Linked DNA regions of Mus musculus: all the other regions are linked to region 2. Evidence: chromatin contacts called from public Hi-C, Micro-C and promoter capture Hi-C data. All regions are on one chromosome and are shown on one strand. The core of a region is the stretch at or near the end of the contact, and the rest is flanking DNA. Distances in the headings are between cores, read along the strand shown.

What was found. Promoter capture Hi-C pulls out the DNA fragments that hold promoters and counts their contacts. A called contact is a pair of places that touch in the nucleus more often than the background predicts.
Region 1: a contact with region 2 is called in a promoter capture Hi-C map of embryonic stem cells, with 5 times the contacts expected there. The contact joins the promoter of Tuba3a here to the promoter of Ntf3 in region 2. A contact is called at or near these places in 5 of 39 promoter capture datasets (the 3T3-L1 cell line, embryonic stem cells, hippocampal neurons and 1 more), 3 of 484 Hi-C or Micro-C datasets (embryonic stem cells and palatal mesenchyme) and 1 of 9 other capture datasets (embryonic stem cells).
Region 3: a contact with region 2 is called in a promoter capture Hi-C map of hippocampal neurons, with 3 times the contacts expected there. The contact joins the promoter of Tnfrsf1a here to the promoter of Ntf3 in region 2. A contact is called at or near these places in 6 of 39 promoter capture datasets (the 3T3-L1 cell line, cranial neural crest, embryonic stem cells and 3 more), 3 of 484 Hi-C or Micro-C datasets (all in embryonic stem cells), 2 of 115 datasets of contacts at active chromatin or transcription factors (both in embryonic stem cells) and 1 of 9 other capture datasets (embryonic stem cells).
Region 4: a promoter capture Hi-C map of embryonic stem cells shows a contact between it and region 2, with 5 times the contacts expected there. The contact joins the enhancer-like site here to the promoter of Ntf3 in region 2. A contact is called at or near these places in 2 of 39 promoter capture datasets (both in embryonic stem cells), 2 of 484 Hi-C or Micro-C datasets (both in embryonic stem cells), 3 of 115 datasets of contacts at active chromatin or transcription factors (embryonic stem cells and forebrain) and 1 of 9 other capture datasets (embryonic stem cells).
Region 5: a Hi-C map of cortical neurons shows a contact between it and region 2, with 5 times the contacts expected there. The contact joins the enhancer-like site here to the promoter of Ntf3 in region 2. A contact is called at or near these places in 4 of 39 promoter capture datasets (embryonic stem cells, hippocampal neurons, liver and 1 more), 15 of 484 Hi-C or Micro-C datasets (adipose-derived mesenchymal stem cells, cerebellum, cerebral cortex and 8 more) and 13 of 115 datasets of contacts at active chromatin or transcription factors (astrocytes, craniofacial prominence, embryonic basal ganglia and 8 more).
Region 6: a promoter capture Hi-C map of stem cell-derived epiblast-like cells shows a contact between it and region 2, with 2.5 times the contacts expected there. The contact joins the promoter of Ltbr here to the promoter of Ntf3 in region 2. A contact is called at or near these places in 10 of 39 promoter capture datasets (the 3T3-L1 cell line, cranial neural crest, embryonic stem cells and 5 more) and 1 of 115 datasets of contacts at active chromatin or transcription factors (embryonic stem cells).
Region 7: a contact with region 2 is called in a Micro-C map of embryonic stem cells, with 6 times the contacts expected there. The contact joins the promoter of Ccnd2 here to the promoter of Ntf3 in region 2. A contact is called at or near these places in 2 of 39 promoter capture datasets (both in embryonic stem cells), 3 of 484 Hi-C or Micro-C datasets (all in embryonic stem cells) and 3 of 115 datasets of contacts at active chromatin or transcription factors (all in embryonic stem cells).

Annotation. Positions count from the first base shown.
Region 1 is chr6:125,284,802-125,288,232 of GRCm38.p6, forward strand. Tuba3a (tubulin, alpha 3A) reads right to left here and starts at 1,280. Exons shown (of 5, transcript NM_009446.3): 1 at 1,167-1,280. The coding sequence starts at 1,169.
Region 2 is chr6:126,162,934-126,166,609 of GRCm38.p6, forward strand. It overlaps Ntf3 (neurotrophin 3), which reads right to left and starts at 2,027. Exons shown (of 2, transcript NM_001164035.1): 1 at 1,797-2,027. The coding sequence starts at 1,814.
Region 3 is chr6:125,347,902-125,351,676 of GRCm38.p6, forward strand. Tnfrsf1a (tumor necrosis factor receptor superfamily, member 1a) reads left to right here and starts at 1,822. Exons shown (of 10, transcript NM_011609.4): 1 at 1,822-2,161. The coding sequence starts at 2,123.
Region 4 is chr6:125,366,481-125,370,094 of GRCm38.p6, forward strand. All of the region lies in intron 14 of Plekhg6 (pleckstrin homology domain containing, family G (with RhoGef domain) member 6), which reads right to left. Among named protein-coding and RNA genes, the nearest start is that of Gm52918, 4.3 kb to the right of the region's middle. Within about 2 kb of position 1,776, at least 111 of the 459 cell types and tissues checked have an H3K27ac peak or open chromatin away from gene starts, as enhancers often do. A contact at or near this core is called in embryonic stem cells, where this site is marked.
Region 5 is chr6:125,424,830-125,428,195 of GRCm38.p6, forward strand. No RefSeq gene overlaps it. Among named protein-coding and RNA genes, the nearest start is that of Gm32673, 4.4 kb to the right of the region's middle. Within about 2 kb of position 1,767, at least 357 of the 459 cell types and tissues checked have an H3K27ac peak or open chromatin away from gene starts, as enhancers often do. A contact at or near this core is called in adipose-derived mesenchymal stem cells, astrocytes, cerebellum and 18 more, where this site is marked.
Region 6 is chr6:125,311,756-125,315,178 of GRCm38.p6, forward strand. It overlaps Ltbr (lymphotoxin B receptor), which reads right to left and starts at 2,130. Exons shown (of 10, transcript NM_010736.4): 1 at 1,835-2,130; 2 at 1,635-1,731; 3 at 1,239-1,364; 4 at 997-1,155; 5 at 515-611; 6 at 288-367. The coding sequence starts at 1,930. It also overlaps a transcript of Scnn1a not described here.
Region 7 is chr6:127,149,589-127,152,859 of GRCm38.p6, forward strand. Ccnd2 (cyclin D2) reads right to left here and starts at 1,460. Exons shown (of 5, transcript NM_009829.3): 1 at 994-1,460. The coding sequence starts at 1,185. The region is part of intron 1 of 9330179D12Rik (RIKEN cDNA 9330179D12 gene); the gene reads left to right.

The sequences.
Region 1 (3,431 bases), core at 30-2,529, 880 kb before region 2:
CAGAGAAACAAAGACAAGTTCTGGCTGTTTAGACCCAGATCGTATGTGAACACAAGTATCTAAGAAGTCCTCTGCCTGGGGCCGGAGAGTTTGTGTGGTGGGTAGGAGAGCTGTCTTGCAGAGGATCAGGGCTCAGTTATCAGGCTCGCCACGGCCTGACTCCAGCTCCTGGGTCTTCCACACCCTCTTCTGGCCTCTCTGGGAAACTGCACTCAGGAGCACATACTTTGCAGAGACATACATGCACAGCGATTTCAAAGAAAAAAAAATCTAATAAATTAGGTTCTCAGCCTTATTTTATTCTTCCCTTAGGACAAGTTTTTGTAGTCCATGCTAGCTTCAAATGTACTCAGACTAATCTTGAAATCCAAATGTCCTGCTTGGGACTGTGGCATGCGCCAGCACACACCTCAAATGTACTTTCTAATACCAACAATGGATCCCACTTATAAACCATGAAATAAGAAAAACAGCAGTAGCCACAAAACTTATATAAAAGTTCTTTGGCAAGCTTGGTGGAGCTGGTGGCCTGTGATCTTGACGGAGTGGAGGCAGAGAGGGCAGGCCTACCAGGGGCTCTACGGCATTTCCCAATCATAGTAAGCTCGAGACCCGAGCACAGGCTCTTTGGACTCAGTAACTTTCACTTTCCTAGGTGGACGAACATTAGACCAGAAAGCCTGGTGGCTTCTAGGATCTTCTGGAACCCAAGCCATCACTGGTTCTCGCACTCAAGGCCACTGGTACCAGTAAACAAAACAAAAGTTCCCTCTCCAGAAACCTATCTGCCACCTTCTTTTGTTGCTTTTTTTCTTAAGGCTGGAGGCCCACGAGACTGAGGCTGGCCGCGAACTCTTGCGCCTCTTTCATCAGCCTCCGCGGGGCTGGGACTCCGGGCTGGAACTGCATCCCAGCATCCTGGAGCTTCACAGGTGCTAAGAAGCCGAGCATCTCATTCACACGCACTTGCATGGTGAGGAGTCTAGAGGAGACTGCGGGCTCCTGGGCTGCTCTGCCAACGCCCACCCTCACAGGAGCTGGGGTTGCGAGGAAGCCCTAGCCTCAGAGGAGACGGAGGTCAACCTCCCGTGGGGCCGACCCCCCCAGAGGCCCCGAGGCCAACCACCCCGGCCTGGGACTGCTCCCACCACCCCGGCCGCTCTCACCATGCTGAACTCCGGAGACCCGCTCAGACGCCGCCTCGGCCGTTCCTCACCACTGGTCCTCAACCGCCTCTGGTCTGCGCGCTCAACAGTCCAGGACGGATGTGGAGTCCAGGCCGGGGCTCATTGGCCCAGAGCGCCTTAGGGGCGGCCTTAGGCTCCACATCCCACTAATGATTGGATGTGGCTCAAGTTGCAGTGCTGGCACTTTCTGATTGGATGTGGCTTTGGCGGGAAGGCTCTGGAGTGGCTGGAGGGGGACAAGCATTGAGGAGCATCTGAAAATGGGGGGTGGGGGGAGGTGTGTCTGCGCGTCCCCGACATCCAACTTAGCATGGAACAAGTGGGGCGCTCAGGTCTTGCTTATCTGCGTATGTTATCTGCGCATCGGCGATGGAGGGATGCCCTAGCAGCCCTGCACACTATCCGTACCTCTGTCCTCGCCTTTCCTCCTTTCGCCTCACCTCACACAGCCTTACCTCACTTGGGGCAGAAAAGCTGTTCAGCCTCCCTCGCTTTGGAGGCCACCAGGTCGTGCTTCTCCAGAGACCATCTGCCAAGTCTTGCGTTGGGACCCAGAGCTGTTTTGGAAGTCTGTGTGAGCAGTTGCCTATTCCGACATTATTTACTCGGAGAAGGTTTTGAAAGGATTTGGGTATGCAGCCCTGGCTGGCCTCCAAAGCTTGTAGCCCGGGCTGGCAGAAGTTGAAACTCTGTCTCAGGCTACCTCAGAGCTGGGGCTATAGATGTGTGCCATGCCTGGTGGCAACCAGACCTTCAATCTGCAATTTGGAGGAAACATAAATTAGTCAACATACCTATCTTTCCTCAGGATATCGAACTGCACATAATGAATTGTAGGCTGTGCCATGGTGTTTTTGTTTGTTTGTTTGTTTGGGCAGAGTCTCATGTATCCCACCCTGGTCTTGATTTCCCCTGTAATCAAGAATGGATTTGATCCTTCTGACCCTCTAATCTCCACCCTCTGAGTCCTGGGACTGCGGATCTGCATCACAAGCTGGGGACACACTCATGGCTTCAGAGATGCTTAGCCAGCACTCTACCAAACCCAGCTACAACTCTAATCCCCAGTGCTGTGTTTACAAGAAACATTTTTTTCTGATTATGAGATTAACACATTCAGAGTAGAACATGTGGGAAAGGCAGCAATAAAATAGAACACCAACAACCACGCATGTCTCTAGAGAAACACATTTCAGCTGTCTTTCATCCTGGCGTGCATACATTTATGACTTGTTTTATAACTAGAATCAAACATGATTTTTTTTTAAAAAAATTCTGCAATAAACATTTTTTGGAACAGAATCTTCTTGATGCAGTCTTATTGTTGGGGATCTGATTTGGTCGCTAGGCATTTGAAACCCAGGAAATTTATATCCATATCCCGTGAATGAATATATTCCTTCATGTATGCCAGATTCAGCATATAGAAGGCAACCTCGATACCTGCAAATGAGCAATGGCATGAGACAGCCTGCTGGCTTTGTTAGGATTCTGTCTCCTCTGGGATCCCAGGAGGAAAGGGAGGTTTGGTTGAAGAGAAGCACCTGGCTCATGGTTTATTGTGCTTGCCACCAGCTGCAGACTTTTCACTTCATTAGAGTACAGTGGGGGAAGACAGTTACAGTCTCCTTGAGCCTTCAGCTCCTGGGTATTGTGACGGCCGAATCTGCTACACACTTTCTATACTCTGCTGGTTCAACTTGCCTTTGATCTGCTGGGTCTGTGTGGATAATTCGACAGTTTTCATGTGTCAAACATGATTTTTAAAACCACTTTCTTGAGATTTAGTTACCTTACTCTATAGTGTGTGTGATTCCGTTAACTCGGGAACTTGTGGGCTCAAGCTGGCCTCCTGAGAAGCTGGGACTACCAGTGTTCACCACCATGCCACACTTGGTATTTATTAAAGGAAAAGAATATTTATTTTTGGCTCACAGTTGGAGGGTACAGTCTGTTATGATGGGGAAGCCATGGCTGCAGACTTAAAAAAAATGTTTTTATTTGTGAGCCAGGGTCCCATGTATCCAGGCTGGCCCTGAACTTGGTATGAGGCCCAGGGTAGCCTAAAACTTTGGATCCTCTTGCCTCTAGCTCCTAAGTGCTAGTAACATATGGTTGTATAACTCTGCTCAATTTAGGTGGTGCTGGGGAGCAAACCCAGGGCAGCATGCATGGCAGGCAAGCCCTCTGCCATCTGAACTATGTGCCAGGTCAGTAGGCACCCATTTTTCCATGTATCCTAGT
Region 2 (3,676 bases), core at 777-3,276:
TAGATTCCATCTCTCAAATTTCTTTGAGCGACACGCCAGGATCAGGGGAGACGGGCTAAACTGGCAGAGTTCGGGCTATTTAGAAAACAGAACCGACTGTAAAGCTCCCCGGTACAACTAACGTTTAGGGAAGTGTCCTTACATATTTCCTCGGCCGCTGGTTTGTAGTGGAAAGACATCACTTTACTGAAAAGCAGGTTTGTCAACACACTCCTTAAACCCACAGAACTTCCAGCCTCAGACTCTGCGAGTAACACCCACCCTTACAGTCTCCCTTCCCCTCCCCCAGCAGGTCCCCGCCCCCAACCTCTTCACACTCATAAACAAGTCCCGGCTCAGGGGCTCCAGCTCACTAGCTAGCAAGCCGCCTGCTCTGGCTGGGACCGCGTCCTAGAGCAGCCGCCACTCAGACTCTCAACCTGCTACCCGCCGGCCGCCAGAGGTCGGGGTCAATCCGGTGGGTGCTTCCCAGACCTGGAATACGGGAGCCTCGATTCCAGTTCCCGCCTGCGACCTCTCTAATCAACTGTGTCCACACCATTCGGTGCTGGAGTCCCAGGAAGGTGCATCTGAACGCCGCGGAAGAACGCCAAAATTGCGCAAAGCAGTAGCGCCTCTTGGATGCACACCCACTCACTCCCGAAAGCGACAAGGAAAAAAGTCCTCCCCAGCCCTCCCATTCCACACCTTCAAGAGTGCCAAATTTCATTAGAAGTATCCACCACTGTGCAGAGCGCCTTGGTGGCAGCAGGAAACAGTCCAGTTTGCTATGTGTTCTTTTAACTCCGACCTAACTCTGAGGGTCTCTGATGTTCTGGACCCTTCCCATACTACCTCTTGGGGCGGGGGTGGGAACCCTAAAAAGGACTCCGAGAAACTGGCACCAAATCCCTACCGATGGCCCCACCCCGGTACCCACCGTTCCATGGCCGGGTCCCAGACCCACAGGCTGAGCGCTAGCTCCAACATCTGCGCGAAGACCCAGGGTGGGAAGCCATTGGGTTGGCGCTGGCCAGAGTAGCCCAGAGCTAGGGACCCTCTCAGAGAAAAAGCTTTATGTGGGACAACAACGCAGATACGCACTGTTGGGCTTAAGTCCCAACTCCCCCCAACCTGAGAAGTGACGGTGCGGGTCCTGAGCTTTGCAGCCCCTCCCCCAGCCCACGCCCTGCCGGGCTGTGTGTTGGAGCTGATGAACGTTGCCCGGTGGCCAGCGGGGTGCAGGGCACAAGCCGGGATCCTGGTCTCTTCCAAGCCCCATTTTTGTCTGCTACCCGCTTTTATTATAGGATGCGCGGGAGTCTTCTGGGGGAACCAGATAGGAGGGTCGGAGGTGTGTATGCATGAGGTGGAGTAGGATGGTGATGTCCAGAATCCCTTTCTTGCCTTTTCGTGGTCCCCATTTTCCCTCGCCTCCACCTCCTTCCCTTCCCAATGCAGGTTTGTTAAACCTGATCACTTTCCCAGACTGAGGGCGGTTTCTTGAGCAGCCAGGGGACTAGAGAAAAGAGGAGGAGGAGGAGGAGGAGGAGGAGGAGGAGAGCCATATCCACGCGCGCACAAGTGTGCATGCATGTGGAAGGAGGGTGGTGGTAATTGCGCCTAGGCCTGGGCAGATTCGAGCTCAAACTTTGGGGAAGGCACAAGAACCGAAAAGTTAGCGTGTTGCGCGATGGGGGTGGGGCTGGGTGCAGAATTGGGGCCCCCCACGCGGATCCCCAAGAAAATCTCCCCCACGCGATTCCCCCACCCCCTCCGGGACCTGCCCACCCAACGTGCCCGCCACGTCCCCTTACCGTGGCAGAAGTAACCATGGCATCCGTGTGACTATTTCCAGGGACGTCGACATGAAGAGAAAGGTGGACTCGAGTTCGGTCATTCAGTCTCGCCCACCCCTGCCGCAGCCACTACCCAGCGGTGGGAAAAAACGAGGGGAAGAAAGAAAGAGGGAAGAAAGTTGCGCCGGGCTATCTCGCGGGGCGGTGCGCGGAGCTGCTGGGTAAGGAGAGGAGCCTTCAACTCTGAGTCCCGTGAACATAATCTGAGCGGTTATAACCAGCCAACCCGGCCAGATGGCTCCGCGCTCAGCGCCTTAACCCCTTCCGCGCCAAGCCCCCTAGCCCCGCCCGCAGTGACTTGCAGGCCCGCTCCCTGGCATTTTGGAGTTTGCTCTCGAGACCAATGGGAAGACCTAGTCATTTCTCCTAGTCCACTTCAAAGGAAAACAAACGAACGAACAAACAACAAATAAGCCCTCTCAAAATAGCCTACTCTTCATTATCCCCTCTTTTGACCTTCCCTTTTAGAGATGGGGAGAAGGAGCCAACAAAAAACGTTTGATTTATCATTATATTTTACACGTAAATATCTTCGATCTGTCTTATTCTTGAACTTTTTCTTTTAAGGCTTCCTTCCTTTCTTTCTTTCTTTCTTTCTTTCTTTCTTTCTTTCTTTCTAACTAGGCAGATGAAGGCCTTTCTTGCCCCTTGGCTCAGGAAAGCTTGAACCTCAACCTTAAACTCTGTCTCCAAACCTCAGACCCTTCTGTCTTTGGATCTCTCTCCACCCCCTATTAAGCCCCCCCCCAGCCCCCCCAGGCCCTCACAACAACAGGAATCTGCGCATGAACAGTTGCTTGCCTGCCCTCGAACTCCTCAGTCCTGGGGGCAGCTCACAAGGCACAGTTAGTTCAAGCTGTCTAGGGAGGTTAAGTTGCTGAGGTACGGTGAGGGTGGGAGTGCTAAGCAACCGAGGAAGGGGTGGTTTGCGTGTGCGCAGAGTGTGCGTGAAAGAAAAGGAGAGGTATGAGCCAAAGCCCCACGTTCTACACACTCCCTAACTTCTCCACCCCTTTCTTTCAAGGTAGGAGCCGACCCTGGAGCTGAGCATTTGCCCAGCACTCGCCGCTTTGTACAAAAACAATTTGCCCAGAAGAAAGGGCAAGCAAGGCACCCCTTCCTGACTCCCCGAAAGTAGCGACGCTCTCTTGCACAACCGCTAGATTCATTCGAGGAAAAGATCTCAGGGTGGAGGCAAGGGTCTTATTTGTAGATTATTTTAGCTATTCATTAGATTCCCCCCCCACACACACACACACTTGATCCGAGCTGATTCTCTCAGATTTTACAGTGGTCAGAGCATCTAGATTTTGCTCAACTGCGGTCCAAGAGAAATGAAGGGGGAGGGGGGAATCCTAGTGGTAAGGGGAACCGGAGAACCAGAAAGTAGTACACCATTGCTCCTTCATTCCCTCCCCCATTCTTGCAAGGTGGAACTCAAGTCCAAGTGCCCCCTCCCCCCGCCCCCACCTCTGCCACTCTCCAAGTTGCCTCCTGTCAGGACATTTGACTCACACACAGCAGGAGAGGCGATTTGATAGTCCACCTCTTCCTTGCCTCCTAATAAAGTCTGATAAGCAACTCGCAATGTACTTTAGCAAGGTTCCAGGTTCAAAACCTGGAAATTCCTTGGAGATGCATAGGTTTGGTCCACACCCAGGAGTGCCAGAATTGCACCCACCGGTTAAGGCTGAGAGAAGCTGCGGGGCGAAAGGAGGCCAGAGAGGATGGAGAGTCGGGGGCTGCATACTAGATAGATTGTACCTGCCTCATCATTATCCTGGCTGACGGGGGCTGCCACATCGAAAATGGCCTGCAGCACCCACAGAGGCCCACCA
Region 3 (3,775 bases), core at 572-3,071, 820 kb before region 2:
GTTTATCCTAAGCCCTGAAGGAAAGTCCCCTTTTGTTCCAACTTCTAAGTAATAATGGCTTTGGCAGTTTGCACAGATAGACCATTAAAAGTTCCTTGTAATATTAAGCATGGGACCTTGAAGAGTTGTTAATTATTATTTTCAAATTATTGATATTGTAGGATTCTTAACATGTGGCAAACACTTCTAATATTAATATGAATCTTACCACCAAACTAGCCTTGAGAAATGTGCTAGTGTGTTTTGTGTCTATTTGTGTGTGTGTGTGTGTATGTGTGTGTGTGTGTGTGTGTGTGTGTGTGCTGGGGATAAACTTAAGGCCTCATCTATGCTGGGGAAGCCCCACCTCCACCCCCGACCACATACCCACACACACCATTTCTTTTTCCTGGCTTGCTCCCATTGAAAACTGGCCAGTCTGATAGAGGGGGGTGAGCTTCCAGCAGCAGGGACACCTCCAGCTGGTCTTCCGCTCTGCCTTCAGGGTCACAGAGGAGAGGAGACAGCAGGGTTAGGATACTGGAGGTTGGAAGTCAGGGTAGCTCACAGGGAGAAGGGCCAGGAGCTCTGGTTCCAAGTCCCCAAGCCCTATGCCCCTATTCCTGGGTTTTCCCTCCAAGTCTCAAAGTCTCAGCTGCTTTTAAAGGACCGCAGGTTGGTTGAACTGGCATGCATAAAGAAGGTCATTGAGTCTCAAGGGCACTCGAGTGAATAGTGTCCGGGTGTTACAGGGTTCCATTGCACTGAAGACCTGCCCAAATGGGGATGGCAGGAGGCAGCCATCCCTAGTAAGGGATGCTATCAGAAGGTAAGGTCTTACTCAAAAGGACAGAGAGAACTGTGGGCCTTGCAGTAGGAGCTCGGCTGGCATCCTGATTCTCCGAGATCAGCCTCCCAGTGTGCAGAGTCCCGTGGCTTTTTCCTCACCCCTAAAGCTACAGACTGTGGTATAACTATCTTTGAGGTCAGTCCCAACGGATGCATCAGGATATCTAGAGCTGGGTGTGGTGGTGCACACCTGTAGTCTCAGCAGGTAGGAGGTGGGAGGATGAGAAGTACAAGGCCAGCCTCAGCTAGACAGTGAGTTTGAGGCCAGCCGGCTTGGGCTAAATGAAACCCTATTTCACACAGGTTGGAAAGGGGGCCCTGGGAGCCCTTTACAGAAGCCTGAATTCTCATGGCTTCTCTTTGCTATGTCAGGGCAGGCACTTTTCACTCCAAATTAACAACTGGGGAGACAACCAAGGCTTAGGAGAGGGTGCTGCCTGACACCCCCTCACCCGTGCCCCACCGTTGGTGACCGAGCCATGGTGGGCAGCTGAGGGACTTGTCTGGAAGACACAGATGAGAGTCAGTGGGAGTGACCTTGGGTCAGGACCCAGGCAGGGTAGAAAAGAACATTTGATTTCCCTCCCGGTTTGGGCTGACTGGGTAAACGTCCAAGAAAGTGCGATTAGAGGGAACTCAGAGGGAGGGAGAGCGCGAAGCAAAGGAGTTCTCGGCGGGCGAGCATCAGATATTGCCCTCCCCCTAATAACTCCCGCCTGCCGTCCCGTGAGATAGGTGGGCTGGCTTCCTTCCGTGAAATTGACAACAGGCTTAGAGGGGTTAGTCCACCGGTCTAAGCTCACCCACTTCAAAAGCAAAGGAGTCCGAACTGGAATTCTGTGGACTCTCAAGCTCTTAAGTGGTGTTAAGTGGGTTTGGGGCGCCAAGCTACGGGACCCGGGCTACAAAGCGTTAAAGAACCTTGGCCCTCTCCTCACTCCTCCTAGTTCCCTCCCTCCTCCTCCCTCGCCTCTCCCCAGGCTCTTCCGGTCCCGCTCTTGCAACACCACCCCCGCCACTCTCCCTTCCCCTCCTACCTTCTCTCTCCCCTCAGCTTAAATTTTCTCCGAGTTTTCCGAACTCTGGCTCATGATCGGGCCTACTGGGTGCGAGGTCCTGGAGGACCGTACCCTGATCTCTATCTGCCTCTGACTTTCAGCTTCTCGAACTCGAGGCCCAGGCTGCCATCGCCCGGGCCACCTGGTCCGATCATCTTACTTCATTCACGAGCGTTGTCAATTGCTGCCCTGTCCCCAGCCCCAATGGGGGAGTGAGAGGCCACTGCCGGCCGGACATGGGTCTCCCCACCGTGCCTGGCCTGCTGCTGTCACTGGTGAGATGGGAGACTGGAGGGGAGGGTGGGTTGCTAGCGAGGCGCCGGGCAGGAGTGGGCTTGTACTAGGGGTAGAGATGGGGGCAGGGGCTTCTGTGCTTTAGTTTGACGCCAGGTTTGCTGTGCCTCACCTGGGGCTGCCCTGAGATGTGGAAGGGAGAAATCTGAGAGGGAGAGAATCTGGCAAGCCAAGCTGGCAAGCCTGGGCCCCTGACAGTCAAGGTCCTGGCCCGTGTTGGGCTGTGGTCAGGCCAGCTGCTCGGCCAGTGGAGTTAGACGGAGAAGCCTTCTTTCTCTGGCCGAGGTTGAACAGCGTGGGGCAGGGTGTTGGAAGACTGGGTGCTAGGAGAACCGCTTTGGCGGGACGAGTTTGGGAAAGCGTGCTTGGGAGTGGACCCGAAACTGGACAAAGCTGGGCAGCCTTCCGGTCCCAGACTTCTCCCTGAGACAGCCTCTGACCTTCTGCCGCCTCCATTTCTGCTTCCAGACAAGAGGTCCCTCCTGGCGTGACCCTCCTTAAGTAGCTAATACCTCTTTATCTAGGCCATGTATCCTCCTGCTCCCTCCCCACAGACCCAAAAGTCAGTCTCACGGTTTCCAATTCCACAGTTCCAATTGGGGAAGTTGGTAGCAGCTTGTTTTCGTCACTGGAAAATGTACTTTTCTCTGGCCTCGGCCTAGTGTTCATGTTCTCTTGATTTCTGTGTGTCCATAATTATTCTGTGTAGATCCTGGGGGCTCCCTGGCTGTCTGGGTGGGCTGTACCATCGGCGCAGTGTTCTCTGGGTCCTGCCTCTCCCTGGCCCAGCGTTATCCCTGAGACCTGCCTTTTTCTCCCTCCCCTTTCACTCCTCATTCTCTTCTGGTCAGTCTCCAGAGCCTCCTTGCGGGGGTGGGGTGGGGGGGTGGGGGTGGCTCCTTTGTGTCTATTCCCTTCCCTTTCTCTACACACCATTCTAAAGCAGTGGTCCTAGAACCCTGCCTGGGTGTCACCTCCCTTCTCCTGGTCCTGTCCTGTCTCCCAGTCTCTCCTGGGAGACTTGTCAAGGCTGCCCCTCTGGCTGTTCTCCAACTCCCCCACCCACTTAATTCTTTTCTCTTTAGGGGTAGATCACCTGGATTTAGGGCTCAGCCCAGCACCCTTACCCTCATGAACGCAGGCATGTGATGTGACTCCCCCGCTTTTTGTTTCTTTTATTTCCAAAATGTCTACAATGATCAGTACCTCATAGTTGTTATTAAGATTGAGTAGATGGATTTGTGTTAAATATTTATTCATTTCCTTCCCTGCTAGGTCCAATTCAGATTAGGTGAATGATCCCAAAGGGGAGTAAGAAGTATGCCACAAACAGAAAGGACTCAGCTTGGCTTCTCTCTTCTCATCTCTAGCAGTGATACTCGTCACTACTCACGTCACTACTCATTGTGACGGTAGATGTCACAATAACTGTCAGAGTGCAGTGGCCCAGCTAGGTAGAGGAGAGAGGCTGAGCCAGTTGTGGAGGCCCAGGTGAGGGTGGGGGCACCGTGAACAGAAGCAGATCCTGAAGACAAGGCACACGGAAGGCTACTGAAGTCTACATGGGGCTGGCCACTGCCTTATCAGTACAGAGC
Region 4 (3,614 bases), core at 526-3,025, 800 kb before region 2:
GAAGGGAAAGGGAAGGGAAGGGAAGAAGAGAAGAGAAGAGAAGAGAAGAGAAGAGAAGAGAAGAGAAGAGAAGAGAAGAGAAGAGAAGAGAAGAGAAGAGAAGAGAAAAGGAAAAGAAAGAGTGGCTGTGGTTGGAGTCTTTCACCTCCTTCCTAGGCGTCCCCACCACAGTGGCAGCTAAGGTGCTGCATCTGGCATAGAGCAGAGACCTCAAGTGTTCCCTCACCCCATACAACGCTCTCTTGTGACTGATGCCAGGTTAGCTGATGGCTCCATGTTTGTCCTTTCTCAGAAGCTGGGAGAGTGTGAACCAGCAGCCCTGGGGCTTCCTGGGCTTCTCCAAAGCTTTGGTAGGAGCACAAGGGCGGCTGGGTCAGAACCAGACATGTTGGAGGAGGGTTGGGCAGGCATAGGAAAATGGTATCAAGTGGACAGTTGTTCCAACTCTCCTTTCCCTGGCTTCCCAGTCACTGAACCAGAGCCGAGGTTGAGAGCAGGAAACTAGCACTAGGGGGCCAGTTCCTGTGTCTCCTCCCTTTTCTCTTCTCTGGGCTTCATCTTTCTGCTCAGTGTGAAGTTGAGAAAGGTAGGAGCAGAAGGGTGGTGGGCTGCACAGCCTGCTGTGAGGAGAAGCCACGCCCTTTGCCCTCTCCCCCCCCCCATGCCCCAAGTTTGACTTTGTGATGGCTGCTGAGGATGGGTTAGTGTGGAGGGAAAGGATGAGCAGAGGACTTCTTTAAAGAATCTCTGCTGGTATTGGCTTCACTAAGCTTGCCCTTGTCCCTCCCCAAGAAAGGCAGGAGCTTGGGAAACCCACCCTGGGGTGGGGGGAGATGTTGAGCAGCTGAGCCCAGGGCTTCCAGCTGCCTCAAAAGCTACAGCAGGGGGATCTTCTCTGCTACAGCAGGAGGAGAGCCAAGGTGAGGAGAGCCAAGGTGAGGAGTAATGGAAAGAAAGCTAGAGTGGGAGGGAGGGAGGGCTCCTCTTCCTCTTCCTCCCCCTCCTCCCCCTCCTCCCCCTCCTCCTCCTCTTCCTTCTCCTCTTCTCTTTCCTCTTCTCTCTTCTCCTTTCTTCCTCCTCCTTTCTCTTCTTTGTTTCTCTGAGACTGGGTCTTTCTATGCAGCTCAGATCCAGAACTTGCTGTATAGCCCAGGCTAGCCCTGAACTCACAATCCTTCTGCCTCAGCTTTCTGTGTGCTGGGATTATAGGAGTGTTCAACTAGCTCACCCCCTTGTGTCACAATGACCCACACTTGTAGCGCTCCCAGGACGCACAGAGCCTCAGGCCAAGCCACTCACTGGCTTGTGGGCTATCACTGTACTTCCCCAGATGAGGGCCAGGCTTAGAAGGGCTAGTAACTTGCCAAGAGCACAGCGTAGGCTCTGGGCTGCTCTCAAGTCTTGCTTTTGTTTAATTGGCCCCAATTTCATCTTTTGGCCTCTTCCTCTGAGGGTTCTCAGTTCCTTTTCCTCCTCCCAGCCACTAAGTCTCCCCACCCCCACCCGCAAGCTCATTTTTTGTTAAAGCATAAGCCACCTCAAGGAAGCTGCCTCACTAACATTTCTGCAAGGGGAAGAAGAAAAAGTCTGAGCTCTGGGCAGAAGAAAAACTAAGAGAAACTCTCACCCTGTGTGAGCATGTGCATGCGTGTGTGTGTGTGTGTGTGTGTGTGTGTGTGTGTGTGTGTGTGTGTTGCAGTGTTTCAGGCTTTGAGTGGCTGGGAACCTCACTGCAAATTTGATCACAGAGGAGAAATGACTCCCCATTTGTCACGCTGCAGAGCCTATCAGGGGCTGTTATTTTGCATATGAACACAAGCAGGTTTGACTGGTTCTCAGAAGTTCCAAGTGAGAATGTGGCAGAAGGCTTGTTCTAAGACTGGGAGCCAAAGGAAGAGGAGACACTTGAGAGGTTGGTGTGGAAAAGCAAAGTTTACAGGTGTGGTGATGCCCATGCACATACACGCGCCCACCCACAAATAAATAAACAAGTAAATAAGTGTGCACATTCCTTCCTGGGGCTGGGGTGGAGTGCAGGGATACGCACTTTCCCAGGGTAGCAAAGATGCTGGGTTTGATCCTCGGCTCTGCCAACAAGCAAGACAAAGAGTCTAAGGCAAATCTCCAGCTCTTTGCCACTCTGCTCCCACCGTGGGTTTGCCTGGAGAAAGCCGGGTCCGAAACCCAATCCCCAGAAACCATAAATGTGACTTTAGTTGGGAACCGGGTCTTTGAAGATGTGAAAGGACCTAAGGTGAAGACCTCAGACATTCCATGTGGATTCTAAAGCAGGCGTCTGGCATCTTCATAAGAAAGGGAGGAGAATCTGGACACCAGCATACAGAGGGGAAAGCCAGAGATGCGGGGGAGGGGCCAGGAGTTGCTGCTCCAAGTTAAGGGCCACAGAAGCCATTGGTAGCTGAAACACAGATGCCCCCCTAGAACCTGGGCAGGAAGCTCAGTTCTGTCAATCCTGCATTTTGAACTTGTGGCCTCCAAATTTGTGAGGGACCCTGTTTCTGGATGCTTTGCTTTGTTTGTGTGGAACCATGGCTCAGTCAGCTCCAGGGTCTCGTGCAAGCTAAGCACGCGCGCTCACTGAGCTACACCCTAGCCCAGCCTCTGTTTTTCTATAGCCTCTGAACTGATAGTAACAGATGTAGCTTTACTGATGTCTCTCTCTCTTTTAAGCTCCTACTTGTATCACTTAAGTCTGCCTCCACTGGCTCCACGTTGTCTACAGGTCAAAGTTCAAGTTCCTGCGTGGCCCTTAGAGCCGGGCATGATCCTGTGGTACCACCTCCTGAACTCAGCTTCTGCTGCATCCACCCTTCTACTTCTCACCCTAACAATGCCAAGCAAACAACCTGCTCAGTTCTACACACACGCACACTTGAGTGCACACACCCACACAGTCATGTCCGTACACCCACACACATAATACACACACACACAATCGTGTGCATACACCACACATAATACACACACGGCCATATGCATAATATATACACACATAGTATACACACAGTCATATACATAAACCATACACATAATACACCCACACAGTCATATGCATACACCACGACATAATACATACACATATATAACAATGCAGTTATATGCATACGTCATATACACACACAACACACATAGTCATATGCATACACCACACATAATACATACACACAATCATATGCATACACCACACACACACACACACACAGTGGCAGTGGGAGGGAAAGAGAACATGGTTCCTACTGAGCTCTAAAGGTTTGTATGACCTTGATCCAGTCCTGGTCCCTTCCTATAAAGTGAGAGATGGGGTGCCTCTCTCAGCACCCAGGACTGTTTCCTATTTCTGGGTCTTTGCACTGTAATTCCCTTCTTCCTGCTTTGTTGTCTGCTCTGATGCACCGGTTTCTCCCCCCTAAGCTCCCTTAGCACCACTGCTTTTCCAGCAGCCTGCTGGGACAGACAGCATGGCCGTTCCCTGCTGCTGTCTTTGGCATGCTTGCTTCTGTTATTTGTACCCTGATTACTCTAATGAGCTGAAGCACAGATTCCTGGAGGGCAGGAATGGTATTTTCATTCTTTTCTGACTCCCTGGCACGTAG
Region 5 (3,366 bases), core at 517-3,016, 740 kb before region 2:
GGCGTGGTGAGGTATGGGGGGGGGAAGGAGGTTCCTCCGCGGGCCCATGCTGAGGCATCCCCTTCCCCGAGGGACCAGCCACACAAAGGTATAGTATAGAATAGAGTTTATTCAGGGTATGGGGAGGGGAGTTAAGAGGGTAGTAGAGGCAGAGAAAGGCAGAGAGAGGGAGAATAGAAGAGTAGAGGCTGGCCATGAGCACATGGAGAGATGGGGAAGGGAAGAACAAGGTAGCAAGAGAGGAACAAGGAGGGAGAAAGGGGCAAGCAGTGGGTCAGGCCTACCTGGCTATTGACAGGTAACTGTGGGGCGGAGCTTAGACAGAACGCTAACAGACCCCTTCCTGAAGTCCTCTCTCGCCCCAGAGATGCGGCATGGGGCGGTCGCATCAGGTTTGAAGCTCTTTTCTCCTGCAGGCAAGCTCAGTAATCCAGGCTCTTTGCTGTGTAGTTTATGCTGCTTTAGCATCTGCAATCCTGCCTCAGGCTACTCTGTGGTGGTGCGATCATAGGTTTCCCCGCTATGCCTACGACGGTTGTTTAGGACATCTGGGCTCCTTGCGTGTACAGGAGCTCAAACCGGTCATTGAATCTCAAGACAGTCACCCTCCTGGGCACTGAAAAGACAGTGTGTGGGAAACCAGAAACCACTCACCAGCCTCTCGCTTCCTAGGGGCCAGTGGGGTGGGTGGAGGGGGTGGGGCTAGGGAAGTGGGAGGTGCTTAGGTTTGTTATGGATGTCACTGCTACCCAAAGGGTGGGTTAGTGACTCATAGCTGCTGGAGCCTACAGGTGGGGTTGAGTGAGTCACTTTTATTCCTCAAGGGAGGGCCGAGGTGGGATGGAATGGAGGGGACCACGGAGTTGGAAAGAAATGAGGGATTTATATCTGAGAATTGGAGCTGTAAGACCTTGAGAAACGAACCTTCATTTCCTGTTAGCTGACCTGTCCGTGGGAAATGATCCCTACACTCCACATTATTGTGGAATTAAATGAAAGTGTTGCTTACACAACTGAGTGTGTACTGGGCATGGTGACTCACTCCTTTACCCAGCACTGTGATCTCTGTGAGTTCAAGGCCAGCCTGGTCTACAAAGCAAGTTCCATTTCAGCAGGGCTGTCACACAGAGAAACCCTGTCTCAAAAATAACAACAACAATAACATAAAAAAATCCACCATAAACCAAGAAACAAACTACAAATAGCGGTAGTGCCATCGCTTAAATCTTCATTTAGTTCCTGAAAACAGGCAGGGTAATAATATCTACTTCCTTTAGAGATTAAGGGCATTAAATAACGTATGCAAACTCTCTGCACAATGGTATTGGGTAAACGTTGTCCATTTTCATCAGCTGGGGGGGGGGGGTGTCACTGGTTTGTCAATGAATTCTCTGCTGTCTTAAGACCAAAAGGAGAAATGAGTCTGAGGGGTGACAATTAGGCTGCATTAGGTTGGGACCAGGCCAGCAATCCACTTGCGCCCGAATTGTGAGCCTACTAGGTGCTCACATGCTCATATTTGGTGTCACGCCTCCACAGAGGGCTCGAAAGAGATGAAAACCAACTGATAAGGAAGTGTTTGTGCTTGCCTCCTTCCTTTGAACCTCAAATTTATCTAAATAGAGATCTAACTTGGAACCAGGGTCCCAGGTTGCGCTTTCTGATGTGGCCTCCAGGGGGCGCATCCCCTTTGGGGCGCTCTGTGTGGCCGTGGAAGCTGCGGTGACTGTCGGAGGCAGGAGGATGAGTCAGCCTCCGAGGCTTCCGGCGTCCATTGGGTCCTGCTGCCCGCTCGGCCGCGCCCTGCCCGCGGGCTCCCGCCCGAGTCACCCTCTGGTATGGACCTGCAGCTCTGCAGGAGCTCAGGCCTTCCTTGCTGCCTGGGGGCAATATGGCCAGCCCTCTGGAGTGGTGGGCTTCCCGCGGGCGTGTGACCCCTCTCTCCACAGGGCCAGGGATTGCTTCCCTGCCCAAGTTCCAGGGCTTCAGGGCCCCGGGGCTGGCATGGGATGTGCTAGGACTGGGCAGCAGGAGGGACATCACGGAGGAAAATTTGCCACTATTCTCCACTTGGGGAGCCATGGAGCCTGGCCAGTTCCTCTGGATCCCCAAGAGTGTTCTCCCTCTGCTTAAAGTCAGAAAGAACAGACACCCCACCCCCACCCCCACCCCCCCACCCCCACCCCCGCGCTCCCATGCCCCTAGCCCTTTCCCTTGGCTTCTAGCTACAGATTTAGAACAGGGCTTGAGACTAGCTCAGCCAGTGTGGATGGTAAATTGGAAGATTTGGTTGATTCTGGGAGGGCCTCCCAATGAGTCACCATCCCTGGGAAGAGGTAACTCCCAGATGCCCAGGAGCTATCGGCCTCCCACTCAAGAGGAACTTGGAAGTAATGTCTAGCACAGAACACCTAACATTGTATATATATAGTAATGTCCATATTATTATATATGTATACTTTTAGATAGAAAGTTATAATTAAAATACATGAATCATATAGATCTCTGTGCATGTATACACATGTACTTTACAGGGCACCTCCTGTAAACTAGCTGTTGTCCCAGTGGCTCTACAGGAATTAATTATCTCAGACAGTTTTCACAGGACACTGGGGCATACGTACTATTATTGTTCCCATATGGTAGCTGAGGAAGTCTGAGCTCAGAGAGTAACTTTTGAGTGGGTGTGATGTCTGTCTGTAAACCAAGCAATTGGGTGGTAGAATCAGGAGGGCCAGTGTAACAGGCTCCAGACTGTAGCATAACTGACTCCATATTGGAAGAGCCATTCACTCAGCACGTAGACAGCATCACCTGCCAAAACCGTAAACAAAGACCTAATCCATCAAAGTCCATAGTCATGGGAACGTCTCTAAATGTGCTCACCCGGCTTTTGGGTGGCTGTAGTTCTGCTTCTGGCTAACTGTTCTTGCTAACTGAAGTGTGTCAACCCAGGACAAGTGTGTGTGTGTGTGTGTGTGTGTGTGTGTGTGTGTGTGTGTGTGTGCTTAAAAGCTCACCCCGACAGAGACTTGGGGCTACACTATGGGATCCTGAATGCCTGTGTAGCCATGTGCCAGCTAATGAAGATTCTATTGGCTTAAACCCATGCCCAGGCAGTCTTCTCTGGTGGATACCCCACAACATCAGGAGTTCAGGACTCTTCTCAGCTATGTGCTGAGCTGAAAGTCCACCCAGGATACATGAGACTTTGTTTGGAGGGGGGGAAGGGGGGAGGGGAAGGGGAGGAGGAGGAGGAGGAGATGAGGAGGGGTGGAGGAGGAGGAGGAGATGAGGAGGGGTGGAGGAGGAGGAGATGAGGAGGGGTGGAGGAGGAGGAGATGAGGAGGGGTGGAGGAGGAGGAG
Region 6 (3,423 bases), core at 880-3,379, 850 kb before region 2:
CCGCAGCCTTTCAAGCGCTGGGGATTACAAGGGTGCACCACCACACCTGCCTTTCCAAGTTTTCGTTTTTTTTCTTTTGGTCCAAACTCAGGGTCTTATGTATCCCAAGCAAGCGTTCTAACCATGGAACTACACGCTACCTCCTTCTGATTTCTTCAGAAGAAATGTTTCTGACTTTGTCTAACCCTGGGAAGAAAGATGCACTGTTCCCTGTTTCTGTGGATGAGGGGGGCTGAGGCATCTTCCCAGACCGACCCTGCCTTGTGTTCCTCAGCCCGGTGTCTTACCTGGCTCTGGGGGATTTTTACAGATGGTATCCGAGTAGGAGGTACCTGGAGCTGCCTCCACCAGGCCCTGGATCTCACATCTGTGGAGAAACAAGACTGTGAGCTTCTCCCTGCTCCCCTTGGTGACTGGCTCCAGGAACACATGGTCGGGATGGCCGGAAGTCAAGGATGGAGGAGATGACAACCCTTGGGTTTCCTGGAGGTGAGTGGGGGAAGGGCCCTCTCACCTGGTATGGGGTTGACAGCGGGCTCGAGGGGAGGAAGTGTTCTGGAAGTGTCCCGGCTTACAGGGGACACAGTTGACGTCAGTATCCATAATTTCATCTGGCAAAAGAAAGGCAGGCCAGTGGGGGTGAGTGGGTAAGTGTGAGGACTCGGTGGCCTTCCTTTACGTCCCCTCTTTGCCAACCATTCTGCTCTGTAGTTGCTACCTTTCCCAAGCTTGGCTTTGCAGCCTGCCGTTTTGCCCAAGCTTCCCCAGGGCTGACAGGAGGGAGCTACCTTCTAAGCTCCTCATACCAGTTCATGTCTTGGCAGACCCCCTCCTGTGAGCCTTTTTCAAGGACTGATAGATTCTTTATGGTTCTCCCAGTGGGCAGAGGTACCACACTCACAGTACCAGTGGGGAGAAGCACCATGCGCACAGTATCACGTTCCTTGCCCTTGATGCCCAGCCTCCCTTTACTGGCTGCCCTCAGTGACCTCTGACCTGTGACCTCGGCTTCTGTGCCAGGCTGGCAGAGTACAAGCCGCTCCTCCTCACAGTGCACACACTCATTGTCCAGATACACACAGGACATCCCCGGCTGACAGCGGCACTCGGCTTTCCGATCGCTGGTGCAAGGGGCAACCTCCTCAAAGCCCAGCACTGTCAGGGAGAGGGAAGAGTCAGAGAGGAGCTGGCCCTCCCAGTCGTACCCATCATGCAGATCCAGATGAGTCCCCACTTACCAATGTCACAGGGGCGGCACAGCTGGCAGGTGGAGAGATGGTTCCAGTGTTCATTATAGGAATTATGGGGGCAAGTCTTGCAAACCGTGTCTTGGCTGCGGCTGCATACCGCAAAGACAAACTCGCCTATGAGGCGAATGGGGAAAGAGGGTTATCAGGAGACAAGAAGTCCATCTCTGCGTCCGCTGCCTCTGCTTGCTGCATGCCTCGGAGCCTCTCCTTGGTCTCTTTGTCCCCATCCTGTCTTCATGGCTACATGCCGCTACCTCTTCAAATCTCAGTGTCCGTGGGACAATGCTAATGCTTCGTAGACTCTCCTTCCTGGCTAGTTTTAGCAGTGCTGGCTCATTCTGGCTCACCTCTACCACCCAAGCCACTTGGAGCCACTGTTCTCACCTGGGGGACAGCGGGAGCAGCAGACGTCGTGCATGGGCTCGTAGTATTCCTTGTCCTGGTCCCAGCAAGTCTGGTTTTCTATGCGATAAGGGGGCACCTTCCAGAGGAGGCGGAGAAAGAGAAGAATGAGGCAGGGTCAGCTCTGGAGGGCAGAAGGGCTAGAGAGAAACCTGGTCCATCCCACCTAGCCCCTCCCTCACCAGCTGGGGCTGAGAGGCCACCAGAAGCCCGCTGAGTCCCAGCAGGAGTGGCCCCCAGGCCAGGCCGCAGGGAGAGGAGGCCCGGGGCAGGCGCATGGCGGCCTTTCGGCTCGGCTGACCAGACCGGGTGGAGTCCTAGGAGGAAGGTGGGAAGCCCGGACGTCCTGAGCAGCGTTGGCCACGACTTCCCAAGCCTGGCGGCTGGGCCGACGTGCCCCCGGGGGCCGGGAGCGGCCGGGCCTGGCCTCCAGGGCTCCAGCGCCGGGCTCAGGAAGTGGGAGTGGAGCGAGCCGGCCGGGGGCGGGGGCAGGGAGCCCTGGGAGCAGAGGCCGGCCTGTCGCAATCGCGACGGGGGGGGGGAAGAGGAACAGGCTTGGCCGCCTCGACGCAGGGCGGGAGGGGGTGGCCGGGAAAGCACGTGAGAGCTGCAGGCCCGGAACCCGGCCTCCACCTTTCTTCGGAAGCCTGGCTCTCAGAGGGGATTGCGGATTAGGATCGCTTGCTGGCCGAAAGGGGGGCAGCAGAGACAGTGGCTAGCCATCAGTCAGGCCCACCTCCGAGAGCCCGAGGCAGAGCTGACTTGGTTGACCTGCCGTGGACGTTGAGGCAGAGAGCTGTGGACAGCTGGGTGTCAGATTTGCAAAGAGGAGGCGCCAGGGATTGACAGTGCACCCAGCCAGGATACCCAGAGGTGGTTAGCAGATGCAGCCAGCGTCTGGCCAGGCATCCCACTTGGCAGAGACTGAGGGCCTGCTCCACTCTGTGACTTTTTAAAAAGAAGCTTCCACAGTAACAAGCCCACCCACGCCACACACCAGGGCGCACACCACAAGACACTGGAGAGAGTTCAGCTGGCCCTGAATCTGTCCTCTCCTCTGGGACCTCTCTCACGGAAGGGTGGGCGTGTGTAAACCCAGGTCCTGGTGAGTGGGGGCTTCTGGGCTGGGGCTGGGTAGCCTAGTTCCAGCGTGTGTGCACATAAGCCTATAACTCTCTTAAACCGAGGGACCTGAGAGCCCAGCCAGTGTAGGTACCTTACTTTCTAGAGAAGACCTGCCCAGGGTGCCAGGCAGCGGTGCACAGGGTTCCAAGATCGTTAAGCCTGGTGGGCCTTTTCTTCCTGCCATTAATAGCCCAGAGCTGCTGGAAGTATGTGACACCCCTTTTTCCCACGTCTACTGATTCCCAACCCCCCCCCCCAGCCCCCTTCACACACACACCCCTCTAAATTTCTATTAAGAAAACAGCCATGGAGCCCCCAAGGAACCCTAATGTCTGCCCTGTGCTCCTTACTAGGCTATTGGCTGGCCCGTGGCCTGGTTTGGCTATTTAGTCTAGGCTCACGGAGTCTAGCATGATCTGGCTTATGCCACTGGCCAGGTACATATTCGTTGTGTAAATGAAGGCTGTCCACACCGCTTAGCCACTCTGGAAGAACTTAACTGCAGTCCAGATCTGATTTTCAGATCCCAGCCCATGGCAACATCTGTCCTGCCTCCCTTGTGACTCGGGGGTGGGGGGTGGGGTTGGACTCTCATTTGGAATGAGGGAAAGCCTTCTCTTGCAATAGCTCACCTGAGAACTGACCT
Region 7 (3,271 bases), core at 210-2,709, 990 kb after region 2:
TAGATCTCAGTGGGGGAAACTTGCGGAGTGTTCGGCTGCGGCCCACAAGGGCAGTAGCTAGGAAGGCTGTGCCTGCTGGGGGTTGGGTGAGACGAAACCAGGGAACCCCCCTCCAGGAGGCATGCGGGACTCTGACCTCTCATTTGGGGGTGCCCCCTAGCCTGCTCTACACACCTCCTCCCCCGCTTCCTACCCCACCCAAATCTGCGCGCTCAAGAAGCAGCCAAACTGTAAGTAACCTTGGTGAACCGAGGGCTGGGGAAGAGGGCACGATCAGAAAGAGGGTGCCCAGGATCATGGGGTGCTGAGAGGGGGTGGGGGCGCCGGCGAATGTTGCCAGTCCTTGTAAATGGAGTTTGCAAAGCAACATGGCGAAACCACGGCAGGTCCAGAGCTGTGCATACGTGGGCACCCTGCTCTCTCGGCAAAGATTGCAAGCAAGGCTAAAGCAGCGGTTCTTTCAGATTGCCCTAAACGCACGTTTTTTTCAGTATGACTTCCGGGGCTCTCCTGAATTCCCTGTTTCTCCCCCACCCCCACCTCCTGCCAAAGTGCCAACGCGGAGTCCTAAGGCTCAGACGGTTTGCCCCAACCCTGAGAGTCGGGGGCGGGGGGGGGCTCTTTATATGTTGGTATGGATTGTTAGGTCGCAACACCCTCTGGGGCCTCACTGAAGGCAGCCGGGGTTGCTTCCACACCACAGGTCAGAAATGGAGATGGGAAGACGAGGAAGCCACATGCAGGCACACGCGCGGGATGCCAACCCCCCGGGGGGGGGAGGACATCCTCACTCACCCAAGTTTTCCTCCACTAGTTAATCTAGCAAGGGACAGAATTAGCGTCTCGCCCAAGGGTGCGGGGCTACCTCGCGCACGAGCGGGGGAGGCCAGCGCAGGGGTAGTTCTCCCGCAGTTTTTAGGATCTCTGCGTGTTGGAGGTAGGGATGGAGCGGCTGGGCTTGCCTCTCCCTGAGAGCGTCGCCCGCACACCTACCTCTAGCATCCAGGTGGCCACCATCCTGCGCATGTACGGTTGGATGTCCTTCTGCACGCACTTGAAATAGGAACACTGCGGGAGGTAGCGCTCCTCGATGGTCAACAGGTTCTGCAGAACGCGGTCTTCCAGCAGGTTGCGGTCCGGCACGGCCCTGCGGACCGGGTCCACCTCGCAGCACAGCAGCTCCATAGCCAGCCGGCCACCACTCGGTCCCGACTGTAAATTTTTTTTATTATTATTATTTTTTGGAGGTGCGGGGGGGTCGGGGAGTGCTTCCCTTACCTCCTTCCTTTGGCTGAATGGGAGATTTGGGAGAGGAAAGAAATGGCAAAGAGAGAGAGGGAGAGAGAGAGAGAAGAGTGGAAGGTGGGCGAGCGGAGCCTCAAGGGCCGCCTGACTCGCACCGGTCCTTCCCTCCGAACTGCCCGGCTCTCCTCAGCTCGCTCTCCTCTCTCGCTCAGGCAGTGACGCAAGCTGGAAGGGCAGTTAGATCTCCTCCCCCTCTCAGGTTCCTCCTCCCCCTTTCCTCCCCTCCTCTAGCGTCCCTCCCCTCCTTTCAATCTTTCCCTCCCTCTCCCCCCCCCCTTCCCTCTTGTTATTAAGGAGCACAGCAGCTGGCCTGACCAAACTTCAAACACGATCCCCGCTCCCCACCCCCAACCCCTCTCCCTACTTCTCCGAGGCCCTCTCCCCATCCAGCCCCGCATGCTAGGGGCCTCGGATAGGGGAACCCACAAACCCCATGGATTCCTATTGATTATCCTTTCTGACATTCTGTAGGCATACCATGGGGGCATAAAGGGTGTGTACGTGTGTGCTCTCTAACTTCGGAGGCTTGCAATGTGATCAGAAAAACAGCCCATTATTCAAGATTCAGGTAGATAGATTTACCATGTGGATGAGTTCAGATAACTTAGAAGTAGACCCCTAAATGAGGAACAAGGAAAGGCTTATTTGAGAAAATTGCAACCTCGCCAAACCAGGGATAAAGGTTATGCCCCTCAAGCTTAGACTCCTGATAACTTTCAAGCTGTTGTCCGCCCCGAGCCACGTGCGTGGAGAGGAAGAGGAGGAAGGGGTGGATGTTGGAGAAAGGGGTGCTTCTTAAGCCTAGTAGAATATGACCCTCCTGCAGAAACCTTTCTGTTCTTGGGGGCGCCATTGGGCAACGCGGCCAGCCTCTCAGAGCGGCCCCAGACCGGGGGCAGGGCTAGCAGCGGTTCCTCCGCGGGCCTCGGCCACGCAGGAAAAACCCGCTTCCTCGCCCCTGCATCTGCTGACAAGCCGCCCTAGGTGTCTGCGCGGAGCGTGGCCACATTGATACAGCTTTCTAGGAAATGGCTCGGGAGGGGCCAGGGAGGGGGAGAGGGAGGGTTTAGGTTTGGCTCTCCCTGCGCCAGCAAGGCCACCCTTCCTTTCCCCGGGGGCTCCTGAGTCCTGCACCCCTCAATCCCCGACCCCGTGGGGTCTCGCGCCTCATCCTTCCGCCAGGATTTTGGGGTCGGCTCTGACATGTGCTCTAAAGCATCCTGTGGTCAAGGCTGTTGGTAGAGGGGGACACGTTGGCGTTTCCTCACCTCCTTCCTGCTCCCACCCTGCCTTTAACTATATTAAAGGAGGGAGGAAGGGGCGAGGAACCACTGGCCCCCGCATGGTGGCCACGCTGGCACGTGCAGATAGCATGGCGTGGGTTGCACCTCTCTGGGCACACGGGGGGGGGCACTGAGTCCCTCCTTCCTTAAGAAGGGGGGATGATCAGGGACGCTTAAGGCTAGCGGAGGCTGAGGCTGGGGGGGGGAGGGGGTGGCACGCTGTGGGAGCACCACCCGTGGGCTCTCGGAAAGGCCCGGGAGGGGAGGCAATAAAGCCGAGGTGCAAGCGATTAACTCCAGCCCTGGGCCAGCCCCTTTAAACGAGGGTGGGGCGGAAGGGGTGGGCGGGGGGAGGGGATATCACTTTAAAAGGGTGAGTATGAGTTTGGGGCGCCGTCTCCCCTCCCTCTATTTGCATAGCCAATAGCTCTGGGGCTCCTGCTACTGCGCGCTGATTGTTACCGGGCAGATTACTTTTTTTTTTTAAAGTAGGAAGCCTTCTCCGCTACATCAAAAGGAAGCCCGGGAAGGGCGGAGGGAGAGCGGGGACCCGGGCGGGCTAGGCCCGCACAGGGGCCTGGGCTCCTCGGACCCTATCAATGGCAGCGGGAATTAGTATCCAATCTACTGCATGTAAAGAAAGGGGAGGGAAGGGGCGGGCGAGGAAAATGTGTAATTGCAAT